Regions from separate parts of the Mus musculus genome. Here regions 1, 2, 3, 4, 5 and 7 are each linked to region 6. The links are chromatin contacts, called in public HiCAR-type, HiChIP or PLAC-seq and promoter capture Hi-C maps. All regions are on one chromosome and are shown on one strand. Each heading gives the region's core, a stretch centred on a gene start, on an enhancer-like site or on the middle of the called end of the contact. The rest is flanking DNA. Distances are from core to core; before and after follow the strand shown. Region 1 holds the start of Fbxo22 (F-box protein 22). Region 2 holds the start of Cul5 (cullin 5). Region 3 holds the start of Rab39 (RAB39, member RAS oncogene family). Region 4 holds the start of Etfa (electron transferring flavoprotein, alpha polypeptide). Region 5 holds the start of Acat1 (acetyl-Coenzyme A acetyltransferase 1). Region 6 holds the start of Idh3a (isocitrate dehydrogenase 3 (NAD+) alpha). Region 7 holds the start of Slc35f2 (solute carrier family 35, member F2).

Evidence for each region. Promoter capture Hi-C pulls out the DNA fragments that hold promoters and counts their contacts. HiCAR-type assays count read pairs that join an accessible place to other places. HiChIP or PLAC-seq counts read pairs in DNA pulled down with a chosen protein or histone mark.
Region 1: a promoter capture Hi-C map of erythroid cells shows a contact between it and region 6, with 7 times the contacts expected there. The contact joins the promoter of Fbxo22 here to the promoter of Idh3a in region 6. A contact is called at or near these places in 5 of 39 promoter capture datasets (cranial neural crest, erythroid cells, hippocampal neurons and 2 more).
Region 2: a contact with region 6 is called in a promoter capture Hi-C map of erythroid cells, with 17 times the contacts expected there. The contact joins the promoter of Cul5 here to the promoter of Idh3a in region 6. A contact is called at or near these places in 4 of 39 promoter capture datasets (the 3T3-L1 cell line, erythroid cells, liver and 1 more), 2 of 484 Hi-C or Micro-C datasets (B cells and uterus), 1 of 115 datasets of contacts at active chromatin or transcription factors (astrocytes) and 1 of 9 other capture datasets (adipose tissue).
Region 3: a HiCAR-type map of astrocytes shows a contact between it and region 6, with 2.9 times the contacts expected there. The contact joins the promoter of Rab39 here to the promoter of Idh3a in region 6. A contact is called at or near these places in 3 of 39 promoter capture datasets (hippocampal neurons, liver and pre-B cells), 1 of 484 Hi-C or Micro-C datasets (B cells) and 3 of 115 datasets of contacts at active chromatin or transcription factors (astrocytes, pro-B cells and stem cell-derived neural progenitor cells).
Region 4: a contact with region 6 is called in a promoter capture Hi-C map of erythroid cells, with 16 times the contacts expected there. The contact joins the promoter of Etfa here to the promoter of Idh3a in region 6. A contact is called at or near these places in 2 of 39 promoter capture datasets (erythroid cells and pre-B cells) and 1 of 9 other capture datasets (adipose tissue).
Region 5: a contact with region 6 is called in a promoter capture Hi-C map of liver, with 2.1 times the contacts expected there. The contact joins the promoter of Acat1 here to the promoter of Idh3a in region 6. A contact is called at or near these places in 2 of 39 promoter capture datasets (liver and pre-B cells), 2 of 484 Hi-C or Micro-C datasets (liver and myocytes), 1 of 115 datasets of contacts at active chromatin or transcription factors (astrocytes) and 1 of 9 other capture datasets (adipose tissue).
Region 7: a contact with region 6 is called in an H3K27ac HiChIP or PLAC-seq map of embryonic stem cells, with 2.1 times the contacts expected there. The contact joins the promoter of Slc35f2 here to the promoter of Idh3a in region 6. A contact is called at or near these places in 2 of 115 datasets of contacts at active chromatin or transcription factors (embryonic stem cells and epiblast stem cells).

Annotation. Positions count from the first base shown.
Region 1 is chr9:55,207,497-55,210,416 of GRCm38.p6, reverse strand. It overlaps Fbxo22 (F-box protein 22), which reads right to left and starts at 1,482. Exons shown (of 7, transcript NM_028049.2): 1 at 1,229-1,482; 2 at 926-1,064. The coding sequence starts at 1,365. It overlaps Ube2q2 (ubiquitin-conjugating enzyme E2Q family member 2), which reads right to left. Exons shown (of 13, transcript NM_180600.3): 13 at 2,888-2,920.
Region 2 is chr9:53,666,087-53,668,920 of GRCm38.p6, reverse strand. It overlaps Cul5 (cullin 5), which reads left to right and starts at 1,414. Exons shown (of 19, transcript NM_027807.4): 1 at 1,414-1,883. The coding sequence starts at 1,860. It overlaps Gm16124 (predicted gene 16124), which reads right to left and starts at 1,828. Exons shown (of 2, transcript NR_166653.1): 1 at 1,566-1,828.
Region 3 is chr9:53,704,811-53,708,017 of GRCm38.p6, reverse strand. It overlaps Rab39 (RAB39, member RAS oncogene family), which reads left to right and starts at 1,786. Exons shown (of 2, transcript NM_175562.3): 1 at 1,786-2,129. The coding sequence starts at 1,903.
Region 4 is chr9:55,510,790-55,513,704 of GRCm38.p6, reverse strand. It overlaps Etfa (electron transferring flavoprotein, alpha polypeptide), which reads left to right and starts at 1,462. Exons shown (of 12, transcript NM_145615.4): 1 at 1,462-1,674. The coding sequence starts at 1,636.
Region 5 is chr9:53,609,007-53,612,102 of GRCm38.p6, reverse strand. It overlaps Acat1 (acetyl-Coenzyme A acetyltransferase 1), which reads left to right and starts at 1,753. Exons shown (of 12, transcript NM_144784.3): 1 at 1,753-1,890. The coding sequence starts at 1,828.
Region 6 is chr9:54,585,118-54,587,955 of GRCm38.p6, reverse strand. Idh3a (isocitrate dehydrogenase 3 (NAD+) alpha) reads right to left here and starts at 1,445. Exons shown (of 11, transcript NM_029573.2): 1 at 1,413-1,445. The coding sequence starts at 1,439.
Region 7 is chr9:53,770,269-53,773,045 of GRCm38.p6, reverse strand. Slc35f2 (solute carrier family 35, member F2) reads right to left here and starts at 1,511. Exons shown (of 8, transcript NM_028060.3): 1 at 1,152-1,511. The coding sequence starts at 1,261.

The DNA.
Region 1 (2,920 bases), core at 233-2,732, 620 kb before region 6:
AATCAAGGAATTTAAGGTAATGGGATAAAAAAATCTAATAAATCCCAGTCACACTCAACTTGTGCCTTGAATTTTCTTAAGTGTTGGGGCTGGTACAGAAAGTCAGGTTGGAGAAACATACAAACCAAAGGAGCGCGCCTTTCAGTTACTCATTGGGAACAGAATCAAATCCTTCTGCTCTTAAGAAAAGCACTGGGGCACTTTGGCTCCCACACCAAACATTAATCAAGAGAGTGGCCTACAGATTTGTCCACGGGTCAATCTTTGGCAGGCACTTAACTTGAGTTCCCTCTTTCTGGATCAAGTTGAAAACCAAACTCAACACCAAAAGAATCGACACATACATCAATGATAACTTCCCAATGTGGAGACTATATTGTGGTTAAGTAGAACATTCCTATTTGCCTATTATACATACTAAGCGATAATAGGGCATCAAATTGGCAATTTCCTCACGAGGGCCCCTGCCACTCAGTGAGATACTGGAGATTCACTATCTATCAGCTCTATAATCTGTCTTCACCTCCCTGAACACTGACTCTCCTGGATCCAGGGACAAAAATGAGAAAAGGAATGTGGTTTACGTATTTAGGTAGAAGTTTTAGTTCTTCCGGTTCTAGTGTGAGACCCTGGGCAAGCGATACCCAACACCTTCATTGCAAAATTGAGGCAAGTTAAGGAAGGCTCTGTACGGCCTTGTAATAGTGGACACCTGGATACTTCAATTGCCCAACATCTAATAATGACTAAACCGCAGTACGCCCCTACAAAACCTGACGTTTACTACAAAAGCCAGAATACGAGCATAGGTTCTCCGAGTTAACGAAAGCAAGGATATGTATCACAATCTTGATTTTTTAAAAAGTTCTCCAAGATGGCCCACCAGTCCTGCAAGTGACTGTCCAACGCATAACTCCATACTTGCCTCAAGCGCCTCAGCTACCACGCGCACCAAGCAATGTCCCTCCAGGTGGCCCGCTTCAGCCACACCCGCGGAGATCCAGGTCACGCTGCGATGGGTCCGCAGCACTCTGCGTACACACTCCCTCCACAGGCGGCATACTCTGGGGATGCAAAAGCACAAAGGGTTGCCGCCGGGCGGCCGGTTCCCACCGTCAGCAGCCTCGCAGCGCCAGCTAAGCACTAGGAAACCCGGGCAGAGGTCCCGGCAGAGGCGACCCCGCCACCCTCCGGGACGAAGGTCTCCTCCCGCCCCATTCGCCCTCACCCGGCTACCCGAAGCAGCGCTTTGGCCGGCAGGAAGGTAAACACACGCTCCACCACCTCCGCAAGGTTACTCAGCACGTAGGTGCTTCGCGGATCTGTGGAGGAGGAGACGCCGCCACCGCCGCCTGCCGGCTCCATTCCTCGCCTACCGGCCCGAAGGCCCTACAGAGTCTCAGGGGTACCGGAGCGGCCGGCGCACCACCTACAACCCGAGCTCCCTGAGCAGGCGCGCGCCACTTCCGGTGGGCCGCTTCCGGTACTGGACACGCCGCTGCGGCGGTGCACCGGCCTGCACAGTTCCGCCCGGAAGGGACCGGAGGCAGCCTGGCGTTTAAGCCGGCTGCAAACACTATTTGGTCAATCTGGTTAACTCGTTAGGTCTTAAGTTTTAAGCGAGTAGACATAAATAGCACTCGCCATTCTTTGGCACTATTAATTGCTACAGAAAGCACATGCCAAACCAGATAGATATTTTCACACAGGAGCCATTATTCTTTGGCTCCTGCTGGCTCTTCCCTGCAGGGCTACATACAGAATCACAGGGGATGAAGCCCAACACCATACATTCCCGAACCACAAATGAAAGAACAGTAGAGGCTGCTTCATTTCAACTGAATAGGTTGTCTCCTGACTGAGGGGCACTTTGTCCCCAGCTACTTGGCCTGACCTGGTGCTTCTTGTTTTGGCTTCTAGATCTTTTACACTGTGATAACCCATTAGAACATTTTGAGCTGGACAAGATGATGCATGTTTGCATCTAGCAAGCTGGAGGCAGGAGGGTCAAAAGCCGAAAACAATCTAGACCCTACTGCAAAATATGTAAGATAACACAAAAAAACATGAACAAGCCCTCAACAAGCAGCAGCCACTTTACTCTGGAAACCTTAAGACTTAAGTAGCAAACATGGACGCATCATACAGTCTCCAAAACACCACGATACACTGGGAATGTGTGAAAACTTCAATGCTTCCCGTTAATAAAAAACCCCAGCAGCTCTGGGCTCTCCAGGAGCCCTAAATCCTACTTCTAGAACTTCCAAACTGCTCTGTGGCTCCACTCTTCTCACCAGGCACTGGTTGGGGTGGGGGTGGGGTGCGGGAACATGTTATGACGACTAGGGAATGAACACCAAGGGTCAGTATGTTTAAGAGGAGGACTTCTGAACATTTCCTCAGCTAAGGCAACCTTCAGAAAAAACAACTGTTTCTGAATGAAGTAGGGAGGCTGTACATGGAGACATAACATTCAAACCAAACATGAAACTGGCACAGGAATTTCAGTCAAGGAAAGAAAAGGCTTTCCTTCTGCTGAGATTCTGATGAGATCTACAGATAGTGGTGTGTATAGAGGCCTTGAGTGTACAAGAGGAACTGTGCTAATAGTACCCTAAGAACATTAGAGACATTAATTAAAACAGCACTAGAAACCCACATGTATTTGAATTTAAAGAACGCAGTAAGGGAATGGTTAAAGAAAAACTGAATACACTATGTGTGTACACACCAATTCTAGGTTCCCTATCCCTCTCAGTATCTTCATCTCCACTTCTGAAACCTCCCCACACCCCATCTTCTCTTTAAACAGCCTACACTAGAAATTCAATATAGAGCCTATAGACGCCTGAATTATAGCATCTCATAAGAGGGAAAGGTGACAAACTGATTTTTAAATGGTTCTTTATTCATAAACTTG
Region 2 (2,834 bases), core at 165-2,664, 920 kb after region 6:
TTTTAAGATTTATTTATTTTATGCATATGGGTACGCTGTAGCCGTCTTCAGACACACCAGAAGAGGGCATTGGATCCCATTACAGATGGTTGTGAGCCACCATGTGGTTGCTGGGAATTGAACTGAGGACCTATGGAAGAGCAGTCAGTGCTCTTAACCACTGAGCTATCTCTTCAGTCCTAAAGTAGCAAATCTTAACTCACTTTAAGTGCTATATTGTTTAGATAGGGGTCTCACTTTATAGCTCTAATTGGCCTGGAACTTAAGAGTGTGCTAGGATTAAAGGCATGCTCCACCACACCCAGCACGAAGCAGATATAAAGAACTCTTGGCCTTTTCCGAGGGAGGCGTATACCTATAATCCCACCAGTCACTCTGGAGGCAGAGGCAGGCAGAACTCTAGAGTTCTAGGTCAACTTGGTCTACATACAGAATTCCTGGCCATCCAAGAATACATAGAAAGTCTTCTTTAAACATAGCTACCTGGAATGCTTGGGGCAAAAGGAGTTTTCAGGCATAATATATGAAATAAAATCCTTCAGAGTGGAGCCTGAAAGTCTGCTTTTCTAAGTAGCACCCCAGGTTATATTAATATAAAGAATGCACTAGCAACGTTTGAGAAACTTTTGTTTTCTTGGGTTTTTTGACCTAGCTGTTCTGAAACTTGCTCTGTAGACCAGGCTGTCCCCAATCTTACGGAGATCCTCTTGCCTCTGCTTTGAGTACTGAGACTAAAATTGTTGGACAGTGAGAGATGAGTTTCAAAGAAACAAATTTGATACCAGGTGGTGGTTTCCCACACCTTTAATCCCAACACTTGGGAGGCAGAGGCACCTACCTCCACTCTCCGAGTTCAAGACCAGCCTGGTCTACAGATGGCGTTTCAGTACAGCCAGGGCTACATAGAGAAACTGTCAAAAACCAATCCAACCAACCAACCAAGCAACTAAAACCCCCAAAGGGTAGTATTAGGAACTTGCATAATGCATTAAATAACAGCTAACCTGAGAGATCCCTGTATAAATTACATTCTCTTCCCTTGATCAGAGATTCGTGATCAGAAGCGATGCAATTTGGAGAAAATACTATAGGGTGCTCTAGGATATGTCTTAAGGAACCCAAGATTAACAATCACTTCTTGAACAAGCAGGGTTTTTTTTTTTGTTTATAGGAATAACAGTACGTTTGTGCATCATTTATTAATTGACTGGGCGCCTTCTCTCAGTCAGCATTTCCTGAGGACAGCAGTAAGAAGCCTTCCAGGCTAATCTAATCCTGAGCTCTGAATAGCCATTCCGATCTGGGGCGAGCGCGTGAGGGCTGCGCCGGCTCCAGCCAGCAGAGGGCGCGCTCGCACCCTCCGCGCGGGCCTCGGGACCCAGTGGCTTGCTGTCGCCTGGGTTGCTCCCGAGCACGCCCCCGCCCGCCGCGTCACGTGACGCCGCCACGGACCCTGAGGTGCGGGCCCTAAGCCGAGATAAAGTCGTTGCCGGCGGCCCAAGCGGGTGCAAGCCCAGCGGCAGAAGCGAAGGCGAGCTGGGGAGGCCCGAGGAAGTGGCTACTACCTCTTCCCGGTCTGGTCGGCTCCCGGTCCCTTCCCACCATTCGCCGCTCGCGTCTCCTCAAGCGTTTGCATGCGCTCTCTCGCGTGGGCAGGCCGGGGTGACCATGTAGCTGGAAAGCCCGAGGAAGCACGGCTGCCCGGGACGAGCTCGGCGCTGACGGCACGCCGCTCCGGCGTCCCCCGCATCCCCCGCCGCGGCCTGCGGGGTCCTGCTGGGAACCCCGGCCTCTCGAGGAGGCCTGGCCCCGAGCGCCGCCAAGTCTCGCCCCGTCTCGCGAGAGTCCAAGTTGAGAACATGGCGACGTCTAATCTGTTAAAGGTAAGTCCCCCCGGCTGCAGCCGGGCTTTTGCCCGGCCATCGATGCGCTCGGCTCCCGGGGAAGGACCGGGCTCCGTGGGAGCGGCAAGATGTGTATGAGGAGAGCGGTTCGGGGTTGTCCACCGGAATGAGCCGGGGTGGCTGTTGCCCGAGCACCCCGACGCCGGGCCCTGGCCTCGGGGGTCCAGAGGACCTGGTGGGTTCCTCCCGCCGGCTCACCGACTCGCAGCGATGCTTTCAAGGGACCAACCCCGGCTGGGAGCGAGAGCAGTGTCGCTGGGCCGCACCAACCCATCATTGTGACTCTTGGGGCCCGTCCCTTCTGAATGGAGTGTCAAAGACATAATAGGGGAAAAAAATCCCAGCAAAATGCTGCCTAGCAGGTTTCAATGGCTGGTCCCCCCATGCTCCCCCAACCCCATTCCTTAATTTCTGTTCGCACTCTGCAGGAACTGTGAGTTAGACAGCAGTGCCTGCCTGCCACTTCACCTCTTTCCTCCCTTCTCTGAATGTCACACCTTCCCACCAGTTCTCTCACGCCTGGCCGTCTATTTCCACCTTTTCTCTGTCCCTTGAGGAACTGTCTCCCAATCCTGACCTCCCTTATAGGACATCGATGGCACCCGATCAAGTGCTGCTGTCCATCCTTTTAGGGTGTAGAAAAGTTTTCATTTAAAGAAAGCATTGAAAAGTTGTAAATGCCAGGAGAGTCCCAGGGCGAGCAGGTTATGTAGAATCATCTCTAAAAAAATGAGGATTGAGGAAGACAATTGAGGCGAGTTTGTGTTTTTTAGTAAGAATTCTGACCTGAACTTACTAACTGAAATATGGGACTAGTGATTACCTGAGGGGACATAAACACTATGTTCGCAGGCTGTGTGAATTAATAATAATAATAATAGATAATAATAGATAATGCTCCCTCCCCCCTAAAAAAGGGTCTCATTGGAC
Region 3 (3,207 bases), core at 537-3,036, 880 kb after region 6:
TTCATGAGAGTCTGCGGCATAGAAAGTGTATGAAGGTTTGTTAAAGATAGTCTTGTGGACAAGAAATGAGGGAGGAGGGCTCTTTTGAATACGTGAAAAGGAACAAGATGGTGGAAGCAAAGAAACATCACCGAGGGGGTTCTGATTAATTAGCTTTAGGACTGAGAACACTCAAATATGGTTGTAGGCAGAGGAGTAGAAACTAATAGTAGAGCCAGGTGGTGGTGGTGGTGGTGGTGCACTCTTTTAAGCCCAGCGCTAGGGATGCAGAGGCAGGCGGATCTTTGTGAGTTCGAGACCAATCTGGTTGACAACACTAGTTCTAGGATAGCCAGGGGTACATAAAAAACCCTGTCTCAACAAAACAAAAATAATAAATAAATAAACAGGAAGGAGGGAGGAAGAAAGAGGGGGAAGGAAGGAAGGAAGGAAAGTAGGAAGGAAGGAAGGAAGGAAGGAAGGAAGGAAGGAAGGAAGGAAGGAAGAACAATTGTAGAAGGGAGACAAGATACATACCACATAAAATAAAGATTGACTAATTGCAGACAGGGGCCTAAAGATGCATGGCAGAGGAAAGAAGAGTTCTCTGAAAGTCACGCTTCTTCCTCCAAAACAAAGAAAGGAATTAAGGATGAGTGTGATAGTTAGATGTTGCAAGAAAAGAATGAAATGGTTGGCAAGAAATTTGCACAGTCCTAGCTGTCCTGGAACTCACTCTGTAGACCAGGCTGGTCTTGAACTGAGAAATCCATCTGCCTCTGTCCTCTGTGTAGCTGACACAGAGAGTTACAGGATATAATCTTAAACTTCTGATCCTCGAGCCCCATGTGGTGGAATAATAACCGTGGGCCACCATATTTGTTTTATGCGGAGTTGGGGACTAAACCCAGGGTTTCATGTTGCTAGGCAACTCTACCACCTGGGGGCTACATCCCAGTCCAGAAGAGAACACAGTAAGGTCTCACCAACATTTAAATTACGCTTCGTTTATTAGGTCTTTGGTCATACGCAAGCAGAGGGCAGCTATAGACCGAGAATAATGATGACTCGTATGAGCTTCTCAACATTTTAAGTTTTTCCCAGGCTGAAGGGCCCCAACGAGCATAGGGCTAGAACCATCCTGAAAACGCTGTGGCAAACAGCAACAGGCAATCCTTAACAGAAACTATCAGAACTAGTTCTGCAAATTTGTTTTCTTCAGAGGAAACTGTCAACTGGAATCTTCTGAGAACCCGGACACCACGAATCCACATACAGAAGCCTGACTGACTTTCAAAACTAGGGTCTTAGTCTGAAGAGAGCCTTCGCAGATGCGTGAGAGAAAATGACTCTCACTTCCCATTGGCTGACCTTTCTGGAGTTTAGCCCTTGAGTACATTTTCATTGGTTGCTATTGCTGTCACATCCTTTCGCCACACCCATTCCTTGTCCATTTCCAGCAAGATCTGCACTAGAATACGCTAAGGTCGTCTAGAGTTCTGCTACTTCCCTATCCCCTCAGCCGACGCTCTCGCCGCGCCCCTCTAGTTAGAGGCCCCGCCCCCGCACGACCAATGACCCGCCTCTACAACGTCAGTTCCCTCCCCTTACAGCTGGGGCCCGGCCCCCTGCCCGACGCAGCTGCTCTGCAAGTTAGGTTCCCGCCCCCAACTCACGATCACACCCCTACCTACGGTCCCTTCCAAACTCGTGGCCCCGCCCTCACTCTCAAGCCCCACCCCAATCAGACCAAGTCCACGCCCCCTGCCCGCGGCCCCGCCCCTCCTTCCCCAGAGGGCGGCTACCAGGCGGCGGCCGCAGCCGCAGGAAGATGCTGGAAGCGGGCGGGCGCGCGCCGCGTAGGTGCTGAAGGGACAGTTCCTTAGGCAGAACTTGCTCCTGAGCGCACGGGGCACGTAGGCGATGGAGACTATTTGGATCTATCAGTTCCGCCTTATTGTGATCGGAGACTCCACGGTGGGCAAGTCGTGCCTTCTGCACCGCTTCACCCAGGGCCGCTTCCCAGGGCTGCACTCCCCCGCCTGCGACCCCACAGTCGGCGTGGACTTCTTCTCGCGCCTGCTGGAGATTGAGCCGGGCAAGAGGATCAAGCTGCAGCTCTGGGACACGGCGGGGCAGGAGCGCTTCAGGTAGGGAGGCACCCGCCACAGGCTCTCGAAAGTGCTAGCGCTCGGTGCTCGCTTCCCCTTCGCCCCTCCCCTTCCAGGGGCGACTTCCTCCTCCGCAGTTTCTTCTTTCTTTAGTGCGGATTTCCTGCGCCCCCTTTCTGTCTCCTTTCCTGTCCGAATCAGGGTCGCCGGTCTTTCCCAGCTCTGTCTGCTCCTCTTGGCCGTTTGGGTCCCTTTGGCTCCACCGCTGCCTTCTCCCCAAACTCGACTTCGCTCGCCGTTCACACACACCCTGCCTCAGCCACCCTCCTCCTAGCACCTCCTCCAAGCCTTGACCAAGCCTCTTTCAGGCCCGGGAAATATGCCAAGTGGGGTTCCCAGGTCTGTGAAAAATCTTTAGTTCTCAGCAAGCAGAATTCCAGACGGGGTTCCAGCCCTCGGAACGGTTCACAGAGAGATGCATGCGGTAATGGTTTAAACATCTGAAAGCACCGAGTGTGGTCATCAGAAAATTCTGGGCCATGACCCTCGGGAGTAGGTCTTGGAAAACAACTAAATGCAACATCGGAGTCACTGAGACAACTAAGGGTGTGTGTTTGCATTTATAGGGTGAAGTTTCCTTTAAAAGTTTGTCACCTTTGACGCTTTGGTGTGAAAAAGATAATACTGAGGGTTGTCTGCAACCCTTCCTTTATTTCACTGATGGATTCGTAACATTCTGTATGTGACAACAGAAGAAAGCACTTTTCTAAATGGGGAGAGAGTCAGTCTCAAGTAAATAGTCTCATTCTGGTTGTTTACTGGGGAACCTGAAAGATTGTATAAAGTCGACTGGCCTTACAGAAAAAAAGTAAATGAAACTGAATTCCTTGGATAGTTGAGATTAAATCACATTTAAAGCGTATTTCCAGTTTTTGAGATCGAAGAGTACTTTGTTCTAGAGCAAAGTAAGAAAGCTGATAATGTAGGGAATTGTTTCTTTAAAAATCATATGATCGGGGCTGATGAGATGGCTTAGTAGGTAGAGATGGCTTAGAGCGCACTGACTGTTCTTCATTCTGAAGGTCCTGAGTTCAAATCCCAGCAACCACATGGTGGC
Region 4 (2,915 bases), core at 213-2,712, 930 kb before region 6:
CCTCCAAAATGTCTATAACTCAGTGGGAAAGAAGAGCATCCAAACACCTAGAGGGAACACTTTCATAACATCAGTCCTTCAGACGCACATTTGTCTGGTACTTGACATACATGTAAATGTAGAAACATATCTAATTGTACCCTCCCTCCAGAAGTTCTTCAAGGACACTCTTCTGTCTTCCAAATGAGTATGGTGATTTGTTACAGATCTGGGCCATTTTCTGTGTTTTACTTTGTACCGGCTCTGCTCTGCCCATAACCATCATGCCCTGTGGGCACTGTGCCTCTACAGGGCATGGCTGCTGCTGCTTCGCTGGAGCCTAGGATGTGCCCGAGACATCTCATGGCAGGAGGGAGGATTCTCTCCTCTTTGGTGTTTTGCCTTATCATGGAGGCAGGAAGGAGGTAGTTCATATCTCATTTAAAAAATTTTTTAAATAAAAATACTCCTTTTGATTTTTACTTACTCTTCTTTCTTTTTTCAATAGGACTTAGATTTGAGTCTAGTGGGGTAGTTCTATTGGAAGAAGAAAGTGATGGTAAACAGAATACTAGTTGTCCCTCCCACGAACAGCTTAGGTGGGCACAGTCCCAGTCCTCCACAAGCGTGGTCTTGTATAAGATGGGTTCTCACTCGGTTCACAAAACTAAGAGAGTAAAGAAGAGAAATATTCACTGTAGGGGACTAGAGATTATTGTGAAGAAATACTATTGTGGGCTAGCTCTTAAAGGTGCAATTCACTCCTGAGAGGGCTTGAGTTCTGGGACATCCTGAGCAGCCCAGAAGGCAGGTAGATTGGTCGGTCCAAAGAGCAAGAGAGATTTTAACAGCCACAGGCACTGATGCCAGAGGATAGAAGTGAGTCTGACTAAGGGCAGAGAAGAGTATGGAGAAGATCTGGGTGGACCTCAAACCTGGCCCTAGGCTGCTGGGGTGGTTCATCTCCATCCCATTCTGCCTCCTTCTGTGTAGTTTGTACGATCTCCATTTCCTTCTAGAATCCAGCTCAAATATCGCCAACTCAATAGACCCTTCCCAGGAAGTAGCAAATAAATTATTTATATTATTTATTAATAACTTTTTGTTTTGTTTTGTTTTGAGTCTCCTAAGGTCCCCAGGACTGACACCTAATTAATGCACGTTTACAATTCTCCTCACCTGCGACTATTTGGTTGGCACATTACACGTGCAGCGCTGACACTGGGCGTAAATGAGAGTGGAAAAGGACTGGAGTGAGGGGGTTCCCTTCGCGGGTGGAAAGAAAGCTGCGTACAACAGGGCAGTTAGTCCAGACAACGTTACCAACGAAAGTCCGAGACCGTCAGGGAACAGAGCCAAGCAACTGGAGGGCGTGGCGCGCATGCCAGCGTCTCGGCGCACACCCTTACCTTTGCCCTACTCCCAAGTCCCGCCTCTAACTTTCCGCTTTCCTCATTGGCTGCGTGGCTGCCCAATGGGCTCCCGGGAAGCGCGAGCCCCCGCAGTCCAGGACTAAGCTGTCAGCTCTCGTGCTCGCATCTCGCGAGCGTTCGGGTCTCTGGTAGAGGAGGCGGCGGCGGTGGCGGCGGCGGTGGTTCCCGCGCGCTCCGGGTCTCTGAGGCTGAGGGTACTGCGGGGCTGACTAGAACAGAGACAATGTTTCGAGCAGCGGCGCCTGGGCAGCTCCGGCGGGCGGTGAGTCCGGACAGGGAGGGCCGAGCAGGTGACGTCCGAGCCGCAGCCTGCTGACCCTGTCAGGCGAAGGTCACGGGCTCCCTCGACTCCCACCGTCCGCGTAGACAGTCGGTGCAGTGCCCGGGACGCGGGTCAAAGTTCTGGAGCCTTCGCCCTTGACCTCTTCCGGGTCACGCTGCCCCAACCCGGGTTCCCACGGCCCTGACTCTCGCGGGGCACTCTGGGGCTACTAGGTTCTCTCGCCTGGAGGGGAGCTGCGTCCCCCCAAAGGGGCCAGATGCCGCCGCGGAACCTCTTGGGGAAGAGTTCGAAACCTAGGCCTCCTGTGGCTGCCCTGGACGCCCACTGCCAAGGGCAGGGGCGGAGTGCTCTGCGGCTGGGCTGGTGAGACCGGGCTGAGTGGAGGAGGGGCTGGGACGTACCCGCCTGGGATCCAGTCCTGAGAAGTCGCAGACTGATGTTGCCTCAGTAGCCTTGGAAACTTGGTAGTGGGGACTTTTTCCGTGGTGACAAAGTTTACCATTTGTCTGTTTTTCGAGGACTTGAAAAAACAAAACAAAACTTTTTTTTTCTTTCTTGTCGGGGTGCTGTAAGGGAATAGCAGTTGAAGGCTGACCAGTTCCAAGGCAATAATTTAAGGAGCTTGTAGATTTTTCTAATTTACATTAAGATTGCTAGAGAAGCAATATCAGCAGCCTTGGCCTGCAAGTTATGCAGACGTTTTGTAACTTTTATACGTACTTTTTATTTTAGTGCCTTTTACCCCAATCACCACTGAGATTTTTTTCTGTCTGGGATACAACTTATGGGCTTCTTGGAAGTTTGAAGACTCCCCCCCCCCCACTTTGAATGTTGCCACTCCTTGTTAAAAAAAAAGTTAAAACACATCGTTCAGGATCCTAGCCCATCTTTCTCCCACGAGATTTTTTTAACCTCCTTTCTATAATAAAAGAATCAGTAAGCAAGTGAAGGCCATGGCTTTTGGGGGGGAGGGGCGGTTTCCAAGCAGCAGTACCTGACTTGAAGATCTATACAGAACTTGCGAAGCAATTTTGTGCATAGGTTTTATGCTCGGCCTAATTGTGGTAAGGAGAATTTAGAATTTGGTGATTTTGTAGAACTAGTCGGGGGAAAGTCCAAGTACCCAGTATTTATACATAGGCAGCATTGCCAAACCTTTGTTGTGATTTGCCAAGAATTGTGACCTTGGCCTATTTTTAAAATTAGAAGTCAAGGGTAGT
Region 5 (3,096 bases), core at 504-3,003, 980 kb after region 6:
ACACCCCCACCATGCAAGGAAACGGTAGGCTTCATAGTGAAGAGATAGCTTAGTATACTTGCCTAGATTATATGAAGACCTGGGATCAATACCCACCTCTGTTGCCAGCAATCTAAAGGTGGACATTGGAGGAGTAGAACTTCAAGGTCATCTTTGACTACCTAGTGGGATTGAGTGCATCCTAGGCTACATGAGACTCTAACTTGAAAAACAAAACAAAAGTGGGGCTTATGGTTCAGCAGTTAAAAATACTATCAGCTCTTAGAAAGGACCTGGGTTCAGCTCTCAGAACACAACAGACAGTTCCCAACTACCTACAACTTCAGTTTTAGGAGTTTTGACGCCCTCTACTGTCCTCTTCAGGCGCCTGTATGCACTTGGTGCAGATACACAAAGGTGCATATACACATACACACACTTTACCCCAAAAGGGTCTGGGAAGATGATTCAGTGTGCAAAGTGTTTGCATCACAAGAAAGCGTTTAGAGCATCATCCATGTAAAGAGCTAGGCGTGGTGGCCCTTGATTGTAGCCCCAGTTCCATGGATGGGTGGATAGGGTTGAAGGAGTAGAGATGGTGGCTTATTAGCCAGCCATTCTAGTGCAAGGAGAGATAGACCCTGTCTCACAAAACAAACAAAAACAAAACAAAACAAAAAACACCAAACAAAAAGCAGCAGAGAGTCTCAGAGGGAGTTATCTGAGGTTTACCCTTGGCCTACACAGGAGTGCACACAATTACATGAAACAAGTCGACTTGAAGTAAATTGTTCAATTTGTATGTTGTGCCTTTTGTTTTACATCAAGGAAAATTAATGTCACAAGCAGAAAGATCTGCTATCCCCAACTGAAGATTCAAAGTCAGCAAATGGCCTGGCATAGTGCTTTTAATACCAGCACTAGGGAGGCAAAGACAGAAAGATCTCTGTGAGCTCAAGACCATCCTGGTCTACATAGTGAATTCCAGGATAGCCAGAGCTACACCGTGGGACCCTATCTAAAAACTAACCAAACAAAACCTAAGCAAAACAATCCTCCAACTAGCCTTAGCAATGGGTTACACAAATGTGAGAATTATCATGTAATATCAGTTAATGCACTGTTTCTGTTTTGTTTTAATTATTTGGAGACAGGGTCTCCGTCTGTAGTTTTAGTTGTTCAGGGACTCGCTATGTGGACCAGGCTGGCGTCGAACTCATAGAGATCCACCTGCCTCTTTCCTGAGTGTGTCCCATCACACCCAGCCTGCGGGGAGTTTCTTTGAAAGTTGATGTAATCTTATTATTACTCAGTGAAGTTTAGATAGTAATATGTATTTTACTTAGCATCCTACAGAAAAACAACTTCAACATTCTTTTAACGTAAGAAATTGGTTTATTTGTATTATAAATGAATATAATGGGAATTGCTGGAAACATTTACCAACATCCTTTGTCTGGGTAATACAGTCACCTGATCAGGCACGGCAAAGTGAATGGAAAGTCTCGGACTGCACGAAAACTACAGGCATCTGGAGGCAGAAACAACTGGCATCAACAATCAACAGTTTAGCGTGCACCACCTAGGTGTCAAGCCACGTGGTCATTAGTCCTTTTTTTTTTTTTTTTTTTTTTTTTTTTTTGGTCCAGGAGAGCCTCAGCTCAGTCCTCGGGCCAAGCGCCAGGCCCCGCCCTCTGGCTACGGGCCAATCGCCGCCAAGCGCAGCGATCTTGGACTGCTATTGGAGGAGAGGGTCGGGGCGGTGCCCGCCACGACGTCGCAAGCTCTGCGGTGGGGAAGTGGAGGCCGCGGCGCGTCTCTCTGCCCTTGACAGCCTTTCGCGTCTCCATGGCTGCCCTGGTGGCTCTGCACGGCGTCGTCCGCAGGCCTCTGCTTCGCGGGCTGCTGCAGGTGAGCAGGGTCGATTCCGGGGGTGGGCCGGGATCGGGGAGCCCACCAGCCGCCCGCGAGGTCCGTCCTCGTGGGCCACAGCGCTCAGCACCAGCGCCTTGGGGATCGAGTGCCTGCGCCGTCGTGTGTCAGTCCACCTGTCAGTCTGTGCTACTGTCACGCTCCGCATCAGCTGTGCAGCAAAGCTTGGGCCTGACCAGGCGCGATCCCAGACTGCAGAGAGCTGAGTCTCTCTGTAGGCCCAGGAGTTTCTAAGACGTTTTTGTGACCTTGTGATTTCCTTTTCCTTGTTTTTTTGTTTGATTGGTTTGAGTTTTGGGGTTTGGTTTGTATTTTGTTCCACTGGTTTTTCTGTGGAACCCTTGCTGCCCTGGAACGCTCTCTCTCTCTCTCTCTCTCTCTCTCTCTCTCTCTCTCTCTCTCAAGATCAGGCTGGCTTCGAGCTCATTGGTCTTCCTCCACCTGCAGAGTGCTGGGATTAAAGGCATGAACCACCACCTGGCTAATCATTGGTTTAATTAATTGTCTTAATCAGAGCTCAGGCACTATATGGCAATCAGAAGATTGTCTTAAAACTAACAAGATGGCTACTGAGACAGTACAAGAAATAATTTTTATTTGAAGTGAGTGCCTCGCTTCTGATGGTTGTGTTCGGCGAACACTTTGTACTTTCCAAAGGTGACATTCTAGACTTTGTCGGTCAGTCTTTAAGAGTCTGGAGTTAGGTTTGCGTGGTTTTGTTTCTGAGAAAATCAGGGTTCGCCGAAACGGGTAGTTCTGGCAATAGGAGCTGAAAGAGAGCATTGCTCTGCAAGAGATTGTGAAAGAATAATTGAGGGCCCGAGGCTTGGAGCTGGAAGCTGAGGGCAAACAAACTATAAAATGAATCTTACTTGAGTTGCTGCTCGGGCAAGAGGAGCTTGAGATCAAGGATTTCAACCCACGTGGGCAATTTGGAGATACCCAGTCTCCGAAAGATAAAAAAACAATAAGTACTGGGTGACTGCAGTAATAGGAAAGCCAGAGGGATAGTCTATTTTCTCATCTGGAGATGGGCAGAACCTCACTCGTAAAATAAGTGTTCCCGGGGCTGGAGAGATGGCTCTGTGGTTAAGAGCACTGACTGTTCTTCCAAAGGTCCTGAGTTCAATTCCCAGCAACCACATGGTGCCTCACAACCATCTGTAAAAAAAGGAATCTGATGCC
Region 6 (2,838 bases), core at 196-2,695:
GACGCTCTTTACTACTTAGCCTTATTTAGTCCCCCAAGGCTGACTACACCTAGCAACATGAATCAGGTAGAGTGTGTAAGCCCAGACATTAAAGGACTGACTTGTTGCTACACCTTTAAAACCAAATGTGACCTAACAGCATCTCAAGCAAAAGTGGGTCTGAACATAGTGACAACGTAGATTCTAGTCACCAAACAAAAAAGCCTAGTTACTGATGTCCCAGAATCACTGTCTGCTTGATCACTGCCAAGACAGATACATCGATAGCTAGGAAAGCTTCAGGCTTTCATGTCCTTCTACATGGAATAGGTGCTTTCATGCAGAAATACCTGTGACACAAGCACATGTATCTTACAGGTGGGTTCGCAGATGTTAAATAGTTTGCAGAGGATACACAATTGGCCAATGGCTTTGTCAGGATTTAAAATTAAGAACCCCTAAATTGAATTATTAATAAACAATAGTGCATCTCCAAACCTCTCTTTAAAGGAGAAGGGCAATACAAATTTCATTTAAAAATCTGCATTGCTTATAGCAGACTTCTAGAGAGCCACCCACGACGGCATCAGATGACCTACGGCCTGGTCAGTACTATATCCATAATTAGCTAAGTGACCTTGGCCACCGGAGAGACAGAAAATCAAAATACCTCGGGTTTCTCTCAAAGATGACAATGACCTCCTGTATGACCTTGAGCAAATTTGTCTTCGAGGGCAGGTCAGCTCCACCAGGAAACGAAAAGACTGCATATGTAACCTGAAGCGCCTTCCAGCTCTAGTACCTGAACTATCAGGGAGAACTAGAGAGTCCCAGATCGCTGGGTCCCAACAACTGAAGGTGAAAGGACGATGATGCGATCTCCCTGAACGTTCAGAGTATAACTCCAAGGAGCACGATGCCCTGCGTCCTCTGAAGGAGGAATACCTACCAGGGCACCAGGCATCAGACTAGGAAGAGTTCCAAGAGAGAGAAAAATCTGGCTGGCCTAACGGCCCGGGATTCCCTCACCTCGAAAACCCTCTTGCGCCCAGCGTTTACCCGGTCAAAGGCTGAGGGATCAGGGAGGGGCGACCTGGGCATGCTGCCCGGAGACCCGCAGGTGACAGGGCCGCGGGGCCTAGGTGGCCTGTCTGTGACCCTCAAGGGCTCCGGGGGAGGCCTGTGCACCTATCCTGGAGGACACTGGTGGGGACACCCGGAGCAGTACTGGCCGCCTTGACCTTGACGCCGTCCCCGCCCGGCGCGGCTGTCCCGGCTCAGGGCTAGCCACGCACGGCGTGCCGGCCACATTCCCCGAAACACTGCCCGCGGGCCATGAGCCGCCTCCGCGCGCTCGCCTCCGCCATCCATCAGGCGGGATCACAGCCTACTCTCCCTGCTCGCCCTCGAGCTTGCTGCCCTGTAGCGCTCACCTTGGACACCCACGCGGACCCGGCCATCGCGTCCACTTCCCTCACCGCGGCGACAGCGGCAACACCAGGGCGCATGCGCATAGCCCTCTTCCCAAGCCCGCCCCTCACGGCCCCGCCCCGAGGCTCCGTGTGGCCCCGCCCCTAGCTCGGGTCTCTCGATCGCTCACCGCCCCGCTCCGGACCCCGCTGCACAGCTGCCGCTAGCTGACCAATCACCGCCTTCATCTTTTGATGACGCGCGGAGCGGGCCCAGCTGCGACCCGGAAGCCTCCTCCCCTTCCTCCCGCTTCATTCATTGAAAAGCTGTTTGGATGAGTTTTTTGTTTCCGACCTATTAGGGGACCAATCAGCCTTCTTTATTTGGGGGATTGTGCGCCCCTTAAAACTTTGCGGTCCCACTGGGACAAATATCTTGCTTATTTTCAAACATTGTTTTGTTTTGTTTCATTTCTTAAGACAGTATCATGGAGCTTCAAACTGATTATGTAGCTGAGGCTGGGTTTGAACCCCGGACTGCCAGGGGTTCCTCTTTTCTTGCCTCTATCTCCCAGGTACAGGGACTGTAGGCATGCACCACCTCGCCTAACTTGATTCTTACATTTTTTTTTAAATTTTCATTTTTTTGTTTTGTTTTTTGAGACAGGGTTCTTCTGCATAGCCTCAGCTACCCTGAAACTCACTCGCTAGACCAGGCTGGCCTCAAACCTACAGAGATCTGGCCTCTGCCTCCCGAGTTCTGGGATTAAAGGCGTGTTCCACCATCATCTGGCTAATTTTTATTTTTTTTTAATAGCTTTACTGAATAAAAAGCATTTATTAGTCTGCAGAGGACCCGGATTCAGTTCCCAGCACCCTCATGATGGCTCACAAATGTCTGTAACTCCAGATGTAGAGGATCCAGTACCTTCTTCAGGCCTCACAGGGCACCAGATACCAATATGGCACAGGCACCTACATGCAGACAAAACACTCATATACATAAAATAGACAAATCTTTTAAAAAGTACTTGATGTAAATGTACAATCTGAAGTTTTTAGCAAATGTAAGTGTTTTCATAAAATAAATTCAGAAAACACAGCTCTTGGGCTGGGGAGATGGCCCAGTGGGTTAGGTGCTTGTTTCAAAAGCATGAGGACCTGAATTCAATACCCAGTACCCATGTAAAGAGTCAGGAAAGAGTGAGCATCTATAACCCCAGCAATGAAAATCCAGAGCTAGGTGAATCCTGCTGCCATTGCCAGACAGCCTAGCTGATATGATGAGCCCCAGGTTGTTTAGTGAGTGGGAGACCTGTCTCAAAAGCTAAGGTAAGGATACCTACCATGAAGCCATGAAGCACTCAAGCACTCAAGCGCTCTCTCTCTCTCTCCCTCCCTCTCTCTCTCTCTCTCTCTCTCTCTCTCTCTCTCTCTCTCTCTCTCTCCC
Region 7 (2,777 bases), core at 262-2,761, 810 kb after region 6:
GAATTGTGCAACACACCTCACTAAGATTTGAATTCAAAGTTTTCGTACTTGGTTATGCCACTGTAACATCTCCCTGCTAATCAATGACATTACACAGCTGTTGGAGAATGAGCAATTTGAGGCCATTTGCCCCTTTGAACCAGAGCATCTATTTAAAACTATGCTTATTTATGACAAAAAAATGCATGTATACACATTTATTGATCAGCTCTGAAGGTGAGATGCCTTTTCAAGGACATAGCTTTCAAAATCTTTCAATTGAAATTCGTTGCCCAGGTGGGTAGTGGCACATGCCTGTAATCCTGCCATTCTCATTATCCCCAAGTAAACTGCTTAGCCTTGTGTTTCCTCACCTGGAAAGTGGGTCTAACAATAGCGCCATATCCTAAAGCAAAGGAGATGCGGTGCTATTGTCTACATAAATGGCTAAGCGCAGTGCCTGGCACGGAGTAAATGTTCAGTAAATGGATTTCATTATTTGGATGTTAGCCTCTAGTGTCTTCAGAACGCAAGTCGTCCAGTGACCACAGAAAGCTTTCCCCAGAGTCGCTGCCAACTCTTTGAGAACATCTCTACCTAAAGGCTCACCAGAGCACAGTGACATCAGCCACCTGCTTCCCTGGACCGCAGCTCCGGAGGTGGCCATGTCGCCTCGCTCAGGCCCCAAAACAGGGCAGACGTTGTCTCCGGTTTGCAACAGCACAAAACTTAACCCAGCTTTCTCACTTGAGTGAACTCCAGTTGGAGGTGATCACCAGGCTAGGTGGGCACGGATCCCGATCTGAAGGAATGCGGGCACCGAGCCAGGAAGGGCAACACTTCCACCTGCCAAGCGCCAGGTTGGGCAGCGCTCCTCCACAGCATCTACGGTGGCTCCCACCCTGTCACAGGGAAATAGGGGAACCTATCTCAAAATGCCAATCGGATGAATTCCCCGCGTATCCTCCGAAAAGCCAGCGTCGCCACCGTTTCGAAGGAGCGTGGGGGGAGCACCCAGATGAAACGCGACCTCCTGGGTGGTTTGGGAGCTCAAGGAGCCGAAGTCGAGGCACCGCCACCTCCATTCCCAGCTCCAGACACGTGCGCGCGGGTCGCCAGCCGGTTCTGCCTGTGTCCCCGCCACCCAGGCCCGCCCAGCGCGCTGCACTCACCAGGTGAAGAGTTTGCGTCGGATCCTGCTCAGCTGGCTGCCGATACTGTCCACCGTACCCAGCGCCCGGGGCTCGCTGGCCCCCGCACTCGCCGGCGACTCAGCCTCCATGGGGTCTCTTCGAGCCTCGCGTGCCCGGAACCCCGAGAAGTGCTCGGGCCCGGAAGACAGGAGGCGGTGCCTGTGAGTACGGCGCGGACTCGGCTCGCGCCCTGCCTTGCTCTCCTGCTGCGCTCTCTAGTACGCTCGCCCGCGTCCCGATACTCCTCCGCCCTGCTCGTGCGACAAATCATTAACTGTCAGGCCCTAAGGGCCAGACAATGCTTTTGCAGATCGCCACCTGGCACCTTTGGGAAGCTGGAGGAGAAAGGGCGGTTTGTTTTCTAGTGTCAGAGCTGAGTAGGACATAATGTAAATTTAAGATGAGAGGGTTGGGCTTCTTCCTCCCCCACCTCCATGTGGGTGGAGTTGATTTGGTTAGTTTCTTTGACCTAAGGTCTCACTCAGTAGCCGGGTCTATCCTGGAACTCAGGATATTGCCTAGGCATACTGCAAATTCTCAGCAGAACTCCTGCCTCAGCTTCAAGAGACCTGGGATTTACAGGTCTACGCTACCACGCCCGATGCATTTCAGGATTTCAAGGTTCCTTGTTTGAAATCAGCAAACTATAGGTAATCTGATAAGAGGTGATCTTGGCTGGTTCCCAGGATGCCTGTACAGGCAGCGAGCTGGTGCCCTCCTGAACTTTGCTAACTGGAAGAACCCACTGACCCCGCCTCTGTGTCCAGGTCTCCCTCCTTTTCCCCTAAAAGAACTGAAGACAAGCTGTGGTTTCTTTTCCTTTCAAAAGAACGATCAGAGTGGTGTGTCTTTGTGGCGCGAACTAGGCAAATCATCCCTCGCAGACCTGTTGGGTTGCCTTGTCACCTATCCTGGCCTTGACCCGGGCCACGCCTTCTGATGCTTGGATGGACCTACAAGGAACAAGAGGGAATAAAAAGTGGGATGGGGAAGTCCCTGGTTCTTGCTGACAGAAGCAAGTCTGTAGTGCCAATTAAGCATTTTTTTTTCCTGAAGGAGACCAAGCAGACAAAAGAACTGCTCCCCACCTCCTCACCCCGACCCCCCAATCTCCTCCTTTAGTGGATAAAGGGACACTGTAAACGGTAAATTCTAGAAGACTGTGTGTGGATGCAGAAGAGCAGGTGGTTTTGTAGAAGACACTAAGAAAAACCAGGTTTTTAACTAGCTGGTAGCTCACGCCTTTCCTCACAGCTCCTAGGAGGCTGAAGCACCATTGCCTTAAGCTCGAGGCTAGCCTAGAGTAGTCTGAGTTCTCGGTTAGCCTGAGCTAAAATGAGATCCTGCTTCAAAAAACACACGAGGTAGGGGTAGGAGTGTGTGGCTCAGCCCGTAAAGGTACCCGATGCCAGGGTTCGGTTCCTGGAACCCACATGGTGTAGGCCAAGAAACAGATCTCTACCAAGCTAAACTCTACATTTAGGCAATGGCACACACAAACACACAATCAATCAAATCGCTATTTAAAAAGCGTTTATAAAAGGGGGAATAGGTTTTGGAAAATGTAGCTAAGTAAGCCTTAAGTTTGCCAACTACAAGCGCTGT